3 separate regions of the Hordeum vulgare genome follow, and regions 1 and 3 are each linked to region 2. The links are chromatin contacts, called in public Hi-C maps. All regions are on one chromosome and are shown on one strand. The core of a region is the stretch at or near the end of the contact, and the rest is flanking DNA. Distances in the headings are between cores, read along the strand shown.

Evidence for each region. A called contact is a pair of places that touch in the nucleus more often than the background predicts.
Region 1: a contact with region 2 is called in a Hi-C map of leaf, with 4 times the contacts expected there. The contact joins two enhancer-like sites. A contact is called at or near these places in 3 of 6 Hi-C or Micro-C datasets (leaf and seedling).
Region 3: a Hi-C map of leaf shows a contact between it and region 2, with 3 times the contacts expected there. The contact joins the promoter of LOC123451113 here to the enhancer-like site in region 2. A contact is called at or near these places in 2 of 6 Hi-C or Micro-C datasets (leaf and seedling).

Annotation. Positions count from the first base shown.
Region 1 is chr4H:33,867,625-33,871,490 of MorexV3_pseudomolecules_assembly, reverse strand. No RefSeq gene overlaps it. Among protein-coding and RNA genes, the nearest start is that of LOC123451112, 95 kb to the left of the region's middle. Within about 2 kb of position 1,485, at least 1 of the 3 cell types and tissues checked has open chromatin away from gene starts, as enhancers often do. A contact at or near this core is called in leaf, where this site is marked.
Region 2 is chr4H:33,597,042-33,600,679 of MorexV3_pseudomolecules_assembly, reverse strand. LOC123447742 (exocyst complex component SEC3A-like) reads right to left here. Exons shown (of 25, transcript XM_045124390.1): 24 at 3,599-3,638; 25 at 3,107-3,478. The coding sequence ends at 3,368. Among protein-coding and RNA genes, the nearest start is that of LOC123447742, 14 kb to the right of the region's middle. Within about 2 kb of position 2,354, at least 3 of the 3 cell types and tissues checked have open chromatin away from gene starts, as enhancers often do. A contact at or near this core is called in leaf and seedling, where this site is marked.
Region 3 is chr4H:33,971,320-33,974,893 of MorexV3_pseudomolecules_assembly, reverse strand. LOC123451113 (protein JINGUBANG-like) reads left to right here and starts at 1,364. Exons shown (of 1, transcript XM_045128121.1): 1 at 1,364-3,163. The coding sequence starts at 1,467. The coding sequence ends at 2,828.

The DNA of each region.
Region 1 (3,866 bases), core at 236-2,735, 270 kb before region 2:
ATGGCCTCTTCTGGCCAAAAGAGGAGAGTAAGCTTGTACATCTGTACTCTCCCTAGAATCAAGTGCAAGTAAAGTGCATCAATGTTTTTTAAGGTGATAAAGTGCATCAATAAGAGCAGTTCAACACCCAAAGTGAAACCGGGACCAAAGGGGTCACACGAACCGGGACCCTGGTCCGGCCGGCGTCCTGACCTCATGAACCGGGACTGATGCATCCATTGATCCCGATTCGTAATAGAACCGGATTAAAGCTCTTTCATCAGCTGGACCAAAGCCTTATTTTCTATTAGTGCATGATACCGTATCATATTAAATGATATGCAATTATGTGTCATATATGTCAATAAATGAACTACTTTATGATACTAATATATGATAATACGCACTATGAATGTAGTATGAGAGACCAGCCTAAGCAGAAAAAATTATAAGTAAATTAGATACAGAGACCGACTGGGTAAAGTACTCGACAAGATATGCTTTGCCGGTGTAATACTTGACACAATGGTATACTTGTATATTATAGGCCACCGTGATTGAGAGGGTGCTTGGATACGTTTTAGTCTCATAACTAAAAGTAGTGGGACTAAAATTTGGTAGCCTCACGCATGCTTGGATCCAAATACTAAAGAGACTAAAATCAAGTTAATGAGCATTTATTATCCTCCAAACCCTCCAATTCAGAACTTGTGTGTGTTAGAGGAGAGGAGTTAAATGAGAAGAGAGAGGACTAATCCACATTTTAGTAGGGGTATCCCTGACTAAAAAAATTTAGTCTCAAGACTAGTTTTAACCCCTCTTTAGTCAGGGATGCTTGGCACTTTAGCCTCTTAAAGAGACTATTTTTTAGTCAGACTAAAATAAGTTTCTTGGATCCAAGCACCCTCTAAATATACACATATACGATGAGTGACGCAACGCACTTCTCTGCCGCCGTATTAGGAGACTAATTAAGCAGATTTTTTTTCTTTTCTTTTTGTTGTTGTAGCGGGAGGAGGCTAAGGTTTAGCTTGGTGTTCTCTGGCAAGCATGTCGCTTCTTCGCTCCTAATTATCTCATTTCCATATCCGAGTAAGAAAAGAAAAAAAGACCATTGACACAGGGCAGCGCCAGCTAAATTTTTCAATGAGTTATCTTCATACACTACACTGGTTTAGCCCTAATTGCACTTTCACTATCATCAATTCACTACAAATTTTACATAAACCCATTGGGATCAGGTGACCCCAAGTGCTATAGCTCCGCCCTGCCTTGACACAATCACGTCCTCCAACTTTTGGTTGGATAAAGTCGAATCACGAGAGACCAAACGAATAGCCACTCCACCGTTACGTAACGTCGACGTCGAGCCGTCCTCCGATCGACGTTGGCTGTTGGCTCGACTTTTACGTGCGCTCCCGCCACGTTGCATCCGTGGAGCATCATCTGTGCTCTCTTTTTCTCAAGTCCGTGTCCGTGGGTTGATTCGGTGCAGCCAAAACCCAGGTTACCACGCTATCGCCTAAATTTATGTGGTGGAGCATTTGTACGTGCAAATGCGATCGAGTACGTACGGTGGTGCGCGCATGTCAACGTTTCACGCGCCACCGTTGCATGCCGGTCGCGAAAGGTTTATGTGCACATGCATGCATCAACTCTACTCCAGTGTTATTTGCTGGCAATCATACAACTAGTGTCCTCTTGTGATATTACTACTAGTATTGAAATTTGGCTTGGTTCTTTTATTTTTCTCTATGTTGGGTTTAGTCCGATATCGATTATGGGACGAGACATAACACGACTTATAAGGGTGAAGGTGTCCCCTCCTAACAGGCTAGTCTTTTGGGTTGGAGAGGGCACAAGGCCTGTCATAAGTCGGTGTTGCTCTCCGGTTGGCCCTGTTGACGCATGTGGGTCGAAAACGCTGGTGTTAGCGGATCCGGGATTGCGTAACACTCTATTTGCTATATCTTGGACCTTTGAAAGTAGAGTTTGCGTCAAATGATTTTGCAACTTGGGGCGCAAGGTCCGGAGCTCGAGAAGGGGACCTCGAGGGTGGCTGCAGTATCGCCGTTCGCCAGGACCATGTCGGAGGCATGGAGAAAAGGTCTTGGCAAAATAATAAACTCTACTCTCCTAATTAATGTTTCGTAGGTGTGAGTGGTGGCTTCGGATGGTTTGATGTATGTTCTTGTTAGACCTATATTGAATAATTAATAAAGATGACCGTATGCATCAATTGATGCAGAGGCCGCGGGTTTGAACCTTCTTTTTCAAAAAAAAAAATTAAACTTTAATATGAAGTCACATGTTCTCCGAGCTTTTGTGGAGAACGTATAAATTCTGCACCACGTTCCTTGATAGAAATGATATTCTTTGTTTCTCTCCCACTTGTTCTTTTTACGGAAATAAGCAATGTTTCTTTTCTTGCCCGCATATGACCATAAAATAAAAAATAAAAAACCTTATGAGATATCTTTTACTACAAACACAAAAAGAATCATTTTATCTAGATGCTAGGCGAGAAAATTACAGTCATTTTCTATTCGGTAGCCAAATTTTCATGATTCCTTCTACATCTAGTGGCAAGAAGTGTTTATGAGTCAAAGCAAGATCGTGCACATCAACATCTAATTAATAACACCGCTCTTTAATTTACTTCGTCGTAGATTTGGCATTGAGAGGACATATATTTCATGACATGTACAAATCTCTATTTTTGTTAGGATTCTGAGCTAGCTTTGCAACGTGGATCACTCAGTTTGGATTTGTCAATTGATGGGAGACAAGAACGTAAGTACGTAACCAGTTGAGCTAACCTGGTTTGGCTGGATTCATAGTTTAATTTTGCATTGAATTCGTGTCATTTGCTCCGACAAAGAGCAGCCGGAAAAGGGTGTTAGAAAAATGGCAGCAGCAAGTGCTCTTGTCCCCCTCTTGGTAAAGTACAATGAAAAGTGAACTGGAGATAAGAGAGTGGCTAGGTAAAGAACTCTCAGTCGAGAGATATGCATGACCAAACATACATCGTGTTTAACTACTACTTGACAGTGGTTTATTCTATGTGAATGTCCAATGATTCGTATATATGGTGCGTCATGGTGCATGCTCTCTTGTCGCCAAAATAGATGACTAAGCTTGTACATCTGTACTATCACCATAATTAAGTGCAAGTAAAGTGGATCAATGTTTTTCTTAAGGTGGTAAAGTGCATCAATAAGGGCAATCAACATCGGAAGTAAGAAATCTTTTAATAGTTATAAATAAAGCATAATTATAAATGGAAAGGAGACTATACTACCTTTTTTGTGTTTAATTATATCAATCAAGCATGTGCTATGTAAGTGCTCAATACATAATTAAGCCAAAAATGACCGTGGCAAATGCTCTTGTTGCCCTCTTGGTAAAAGCGCAATGAAAAGTGAACTGAAGATAAGAATGAATGTGTAAAGAACTCCCAGTTGATAGATATGCATGACCAACCATTCATACTGGTGTTTAACTACTACTCCCTCTGTCCCAAAATTCTTGTCTTACGTTTGTTTAGAAATGGATGTGTCTAAATACTAACACATGACTAGATACATCCATATCTAGACAAATTAAAAACAAGAATTTTGAGACGGAGGGAGTACTTGGCAGGGGTTTATTTTGTGTAAATGCCCATTGATTCGTATATATGGTGCGTCATGGTACATGCTCTCTTGTCGCAAAATAAAAGATTAATCTTATATGTCTGTACTCTCCTTAGAATTAAGTGCAAGTACAGTTTGTCAAAGTTTCTCTTAAGATGGTTAAAATGCATGAATAAGAGCAGTTAACATCCAAAGTAAGAAAGCTTTTAATCGTTACAAAAAAAGTATAATTATAAATGTCAAAATCCTATT
Region 2 (3,638 bases), core at 1,105-3,604:
GGGTCGCGGGCGTAGGGAGGGGTGAGGGGGATGTCGACGCGGCTGTCCATCGGGTGAATCCGCCGGCGGCGAGATGAGAGGGGCACGGGCGGAGGAAAGCGGTGAGGTAGGAGAAGGTGCGGTGCGGGCGCTCGAGTGTGCAGCGCGCGGGAGCGGGCGCACGAAATAAGCGGCGCGATGTTGTTTCGTCACGTGCACTGAACCACTTATGTTGTGCACACGGTTTTTGCGCCTCCGTTGGAGCGCCCGAAGTGCTTGCGCGTGCAAAAATACTACTTTTCCAGCACGACGCTTATATAGCGCGGTTGTAATTTACCTTTATTGATTCTGCCCTATGGTGGTAATCCTAAATATTGTGCCTCAAATACCTCCTGAGTAATATCCAATACAGTTTTAATTCCATTTGATATCATACCATACCAGGACTAACCAGAGGAGAAGGATGGCCCGGAGATCCATGCTCCGAGCTTAAACATGGCGGAGGCGGAGGCGAAGTTCATTGTCGCCCAAACCGAGGAGATGGCGGAGTAGCAGGCCATCCCGGATTTCATCCGGGATAAGGCCAAGGTGGAGGCCAACCGTCGGCTCATCTGGCAGAGGCACGTGGAGGCCGACACCCTCTACTCCGAGCTCGAGGCGGACATAACAGGGGAGGAAGCCGCAGCGGAGCAGACAGAGGCGCCGGAAAGGGCCCCAACAGAGGCACTGGAGGGGGCGAAGTTGCAGCAGTCGCACATGTATCCGTCGGCGGACACGAAGATCGCTGATACCTCGGACGAAGAGTGGATAGTTTATACATTGCTTCACGGCGGGCGCCAGCACGCCACCACCCACTGCCGAGCTCGTCTGTGGCGCCAACAAAAGGCCGCGTGCGAGACCGGTGGTTGGAGGAGCACCAACGGAGGCGAAGCCAGATCTCCCCACGCTAGGGTTTGCACCAACGGCGATGGTGGTGGAGGCGGTGGCAGGGTGGGCGTAGGGAGGGGTGAGGGGGATGTCGACGCGGTCATCCATCGGGCGAATCCACCGACGGCAAGGCGGGCGGAGGAAAGTGGTGAGGTAGGAGAAGGTGTGGAGCGGGCGCTCGAGTGTGCAGCGTGGGAGCGGGTGCACGAAATAAGGGGGGCGCGATGCCGTTTCGTCCCGCGCGCTGAACCACTTATGTCGCGCACGCGGTTTTTGCGCCTCCGTTGGAACGCTCGAAATGGTTGCGCGCGCAAAAAACGCTACTTTTACAGCGCGGCACTTATATAGCGTGGCTGTTGAAGATGCTCTAAAGGTTGTAATTTACCTTTATTCATTCTGCCCTCTGATGGTAATCCTAAATATTGTGCCTCAAATACCTCCCGAGTAATATCCAATATAGTTTTAATTTATATGATACCATACCATACCATGACGAACAGAAGGAAGAGGATGACCCGGAGATCCATGCTCCGAGCTTAAACATGACGGAGGCGGAGAGAAAGTTCGTTGTCGCCCAAATCGAGGAGCTGGCGGAACATCATGCCATTCTGGATTCCATCCGGGATAAGGCCAAGGTGGAGGCCAACCGCCAGCTCATCCGACAGAGGCATGTGGAGGCCGACACCCTCTACGCCGAGCTTGAGGCGGACATAGCGGCGGAGGAAGCCGAAGCGGAGCAGCCGGAGGCGTCGGAAAAGGCCTCAGCAGAGGCGTCGGAGGGGGCGAAGCTGCACCACTCGCACATCTATCCGTCGACGGACACGAAGATCGCTGATATCTCGGACGAAGAGTAGATAGTTTATACATAGTATGTAGATTTATGTGTTGCATGCATTCCAAATATATTTGAGCAATCAATATGAGATGTCCGAATACAGTAGCCTGTTTTTAAGGCATGTCCGAGCAGTACCTGCGGACGCGTCCGGGCGACCGAGGGACCTGGTTTACAAGTTACGGCTGCAGATGCTCTCATGCTATGGCATTGCCGAGATGATAAAGCTCTCGAGTTCTCGGACGCAAGATCAAGCCATGCAGGATTTCCTTTGTTCCAAAGCATAGCTCTTTACTCTCTCAGCCGCATGGTCTGCAGCTTCAGCCTGCATTCAGTTTTCAGCCTCGTTTGTTGCTCTGTTTTGATCTTGCTTTTCCTCTGCTTCTTTTTTTTCCCTTTTTTCCTATAAAATCTGTAGTCGAACGATCCTCAGACTTCGGTCTGTTTTGGAGAATGTAAGGTAGGGCTGAACTGGCAACGTACGTACATCAATCATGCGGTTAGGGACAGGAGCGTAAATTCAGAGGGGGAAAACGGCCACTAGCCCTAGATACCTCGACCTTTTTTTCTTTCCTCTATAAAAGGCTCCAGATCTGCGGCTCCCTCTTCCGCCGCCAGCTCTGCATCTGCCAGTCAGCTTCCCCCTCCTCCACTTCTCTGCCGTGTTATTCTTCTTCTTTGCTTCTTCCTCCTCCTCATGCGTTGGTCGTTGCCATGCCATCTCAATCTTTTTTCTCGTATATAATTTCTGCTTCCCGTCCTTCTTGGTTTGATGATGCTACCGTTTCTCGATTTCTTCGCCAAGAGTTTCCAAGTGGTAAGAGATTTTCTGCCGATTTTCCAACGGAATTACGTAGTGGTGTCTTTCTTGCTTGAGGTGAACGAGGGAGCCATGCAGCAGTGATAGACAAAAATGACTCGTGATGTCATGAGGTTTGTACCGTAACAAACAAACCATGATTACTTTCAAGCACTGTTGAGCTGCATCTCCGTCGCTTCACATTTGGATGTTTATCTTACTCCCTCCTTCCGTTCCATAATATAAGAACGTTTTCGACATTTTCTTGTCCCAATTTCGGTCGCCTTTTTCGTCCACTGGAGCGAATGGAGAGCAATTTTGGTCTCCCTGTGATTGATTGGTGTCTCGCCCTCACTTTTTTTTCTATCGCAACACTCTCAGCTTCCTAATAATAACCAAGTTATGAAGCCAAACCGTAAGCAAGCGGCCTGATGAACCCAACGAGGAATTTTTACCAAAATGAAACGTTCAGTTGAAGTTCAACACACTAGAAATTCAGAGTAAAGAAACTCCAGGACGCATGAACGCCTTCCGACATTTCGATAGGCGTCAAGATAATCGCACACACGTTTCCCAAACTTGTTACCCATTCATTCATACTCCTTTGCCACAACAGAACCCGGGGTTCGCAACAGACAACAGCTCACATCCATTTCTATACAAAAGTCAGTCACACACACATACAATTTGACAAGGAAACATACATGTAGAACCCATCCTAACAAGGCCTAGAGAAAGGCGATGAATCTGCAAAATTCAATAGAATGAATTGAATATAGATAGGGCCACGGCACTGTGAAAATGATACATTGCGCTGTACTCAATTGTATCTAGAAGCTAGCGAGGGTGTCCCTCATCTCGGCAACCGGCATTATAGGCTCGTTCCCGTAGATCCGCGTCACCATCTGGACAAAGCTCTCGTACTTGTCCAGGAACTCTTTCTGCAAACATCAAGCAGGAATAGTTAAATCAACGTGTAATCTTTTACTGCTCTAGAAAATTATGAACCAACCCGCAACTCCAAACTAGCAAACGCAAATTGATGTGAATAGGCCGCATACCTTGCATTTATCCCATAGTGAGGGGAACAATTCATCAGAA
Region 3 (3,574 bases), core at 115-2,614, 380 kb before region 2:
TTACTATTTCTTTTCAGAGCGAAAATTAAATATGGAGGTAGATTTTTCTAATCTTTTTTCCTTCAAATATGGACAATGATTAGGAGCACGCCAACTGCTAGTGGAGGGGGGGGGGGGGGGGGGGATCTGACCTGATTGAACATTTTATATGTTCCAAACAGGCAAGGCGTGTACAACGATGTCCAAACGAAAAATAATAATTTTTTGCTGAACAACTTGGCTAAAAGTAGCGCGTGCTTGTCAAGCTTACACAAATGGCACTTTGGTTCTAATAAACGAGCTTCTTCATGATTCATACCCCGGTAAACAAAGCAAAGCGTGTGATTCTTGCTGCTTTTATTCGTAAATGAGCTCACGCGACCCGTACATAACCCACATGTTGAACTCGTTATGGAAACCTAATCCTCGGTCCCGGAAGCAACACGAACACGTATGTACGGTCCATGGCGGTGGCGCCAACCACACGCTTGTAGTACGTATTAACGGAGACGAGCCGCCGGCCCTCAGCCGATTTTTCAGAAGGGCATGCACCAGTTGTACACCCCAATTGCCTAAAGGCTAAATATGCATGTGTCGTTTTTGCTCTTTCATTGCACAAAGTCAGAAACGAAAGAATGCTTGTAGAGTTCCTGCTCCGCCCGCCAAATTGGTACGATCTCGACGTACGCAGGCTCTATCTTAGCCGGTTGACCAGCACGCCAACTGAGATCTCCCCGTATGGAAACAGTTTTTTTTTCAGCGCAGTGTCAACACATACAGTTGAGTATGACACGAGTGCAATACAAGTGATCACGTACAAGCTTGATCAGAGCGCGTGTACAACGGTCCTATCTTAAGAGTGTCACATTCATTATAAGAGATAAGTCTAAAAGATGATCCACTGTAGACTTTTTTTTATCATCTCTAAACTACATATAAGATTTAAAATAAAACTATCTTATCAGCCATTGTACATGTTCTCATTAGCTTCTAACGGCCCATATAGTTTTCTTTATCTAATTGACCCTCACAAGGAAAATAATAATTGATCGAAGTGACGATACCATCCAATAATTAACGGCGCAACGAAGCAGCGCTCGCCGCGTGCCCACTGTTGGGTGATCAGACAGCAGCCGTCGAGTCCCACACCCATTCCCAATAATGAATAGAAATATTCTATTAAAACCGACAAAATCAAGAAAGGAGAACCGTTCTTTAAAAGGAAAAGAAAGAAAAAGGAATCAATCAAATCAGATCCCTGGATCGATTGGGATCCACATGTCGGAACGTCGTGGCTCCCACGGCATCAGCCTCGTTTCTGTCTCTGATCGCCTCCACAGGATATATATACCCGCCGCTGCTCGCCTCCCTCTTCTCCAACCTCGCACTCAAAGCTTCTTCTTCTTCTCCTCCCTTTCGGTTTCGGCTTTCCTTCCGACGCTGGTCGATCGTTTGCTCTGTGAGTTGTGGGAACGACAGATCGCTCCATGGGTAACCGCCAGAAGCTGCTCAACTTCCTCCGGCCGGACCCCGCGGTGGCCGCATGCTCGCCGAGGTCCTTCTCCTCCTCTTCCGCATCCGTGTCAGACGACGATAGCTACAGCTCCTCGCCGTCGCGCTACGGCGGCTCCTCGACCCCGCCCACGCCCAAGTCGCCGTGGGCGCACCTCCCGGGCCTCGCCGCCGAACCGGGGGCCACGGGGCTCATCGCGTCGCTGGAAAAGGAGGACGGCCACGTCTACTCGCTGGCGGCGACCGGGGACGTTCTTTACACCGGAACCGACTCTCGGAACGTGCGCGTGTGGCGGGACCAGCGCGAGCTCGCCGGGTTCAGGACCGCCAGCGGCCTCGTCAAGGCCATCGTCGTCGCCGATGACGGCCGCATCTTCACCGGCCACCAGGACGGCAAGGTGCGTGTGTGGCGCGCCGACGCGGACAACCCCGCCGCGCACCACCAGGTGGGCTCGCTCCCGAAGCTCAGGGACTACCTCAAGAGCGCCGTCAACCCCGCCAGCTACGTCGAGACGCAGCGCAAGGGCCGCCACCGCGCGGTGTGGCTTCGGCACTCGGACGCCGTGTCGTCCCTCAGCCTCGACGAGGGCGCCGGGCTGCTCTACTCGGCCTCGTGGGACAGGACCTTCAAGGTGTGGCGCGTGTCGGACTCCAAGTGCCTCGAGTCCGTCAGCGCGCACGACGACGCCGTCAACACCGTGGCCGCCGCCGGGTTCGACAGCGTCGTGTTCACCGGGTCGGCCGACGGCACCGTCAAGGTGTGGCGGCGGGAGCCTGCCGCGAAGAAGGGCGACGCGACGAAGCATGTCCTGGAGAAGGTGCTCAGGAAGGGCGAGGGCGCGGTCACCGCCATCGCCGTGTCGACCGAGGACCGCGTCGTGTACGCGGGCTCCTCGGACGGGCTGGTCACCTACTGGTACTGGGTCGACGGCGAGGCGAGATACGGCGGCGTGCTCAAGGGCCACAAGATGGCGGTGATGTGCCTGGCGGTGGCCGGCAACGTCGTCGTCAGCGGCTCGGCCGACCGGACCCTCTGTGCGTGGCGCCGCGACGGCGCAGAGCACGCCTGTCTAGGCGTGCTGGCCGGACACGCCGGGCCCGTGAAGTGCGTCGCCATGGACGAGGAGGCGGCCGCCGGTCCGGGCGGCGACCGGCGGTTCGTGGTGTACAGCGGGAGCCTGGACGGGTCGGTCAAGGTGTGGCGCCTGTCGGAAGCGCCAGAGCCGCCGGTGACGGAGCGCACGGCAGGACCACCGTCGCAGGCGTGGAGAGGCCGGCCGGCCACGGCGCCGTCGTACGAGACGACGGCGGAGCAGAAGCGCGTGGCAGCTGCGTGAGGGCGAAGCAACCGGGCCCGTACGTGCGCGCATGGAAGGAAACAATGTGGTGGCCACACGTGTACTCGAGCAGATCGTACTAGAGTGTACAGATACGTAGAACCAGTACGAGTTGTGCATGCGTGTATGTTGAGGTGGGAAATCAGATTGTGCGGCTGTTGACGGGGAGACATGGGCGGTGGGTTGACAGTGAGAGGTCACGGGCCACGTCAAATTCGGTTGACGTGAGAGGGAAAATGGTTTTGCGTGGGTGAATTTGGTTGTAACCACTGCGATGGATGTCGTGCAACAAAGGTGTGCATCAAAGTTTCCCTGAAAAAATTGTGTGCGTTGAAGGAGCTTGCACGCATTAATTAGCAACATGGTAAAAATCTTGAATCGCAGCGATGATGCTTGGTAGAAAGAGAGAAAACATGGCGTAAATTAGAGAGTCGTCGTCGCTTTCTTGTGTTTCACTTTCGACTTTGGAGGGTGCTCACCGGCCGGGCTCCCGTGGAACAGGAGTTCCCGTGGCCGCCGAGGATGCCGTCTGTAGCAGTGCAGATCGTGAGCAGGTAGATAGCGCCGACCAAGGGAAGCTGGCGGGGCATCGTGCCAGCCACACCCATCCTTTTCGGGGACTCCGTTCGTCCGGTGGTTCACATGTGAGCTTGAGGCCGGGCGCCGGCCGGGGGGTGTATCACGGCAAATATCCCGCGGCAGACATGGCTAGCGTGAAGGATTCCAAACCACCGCGACGAGGATGT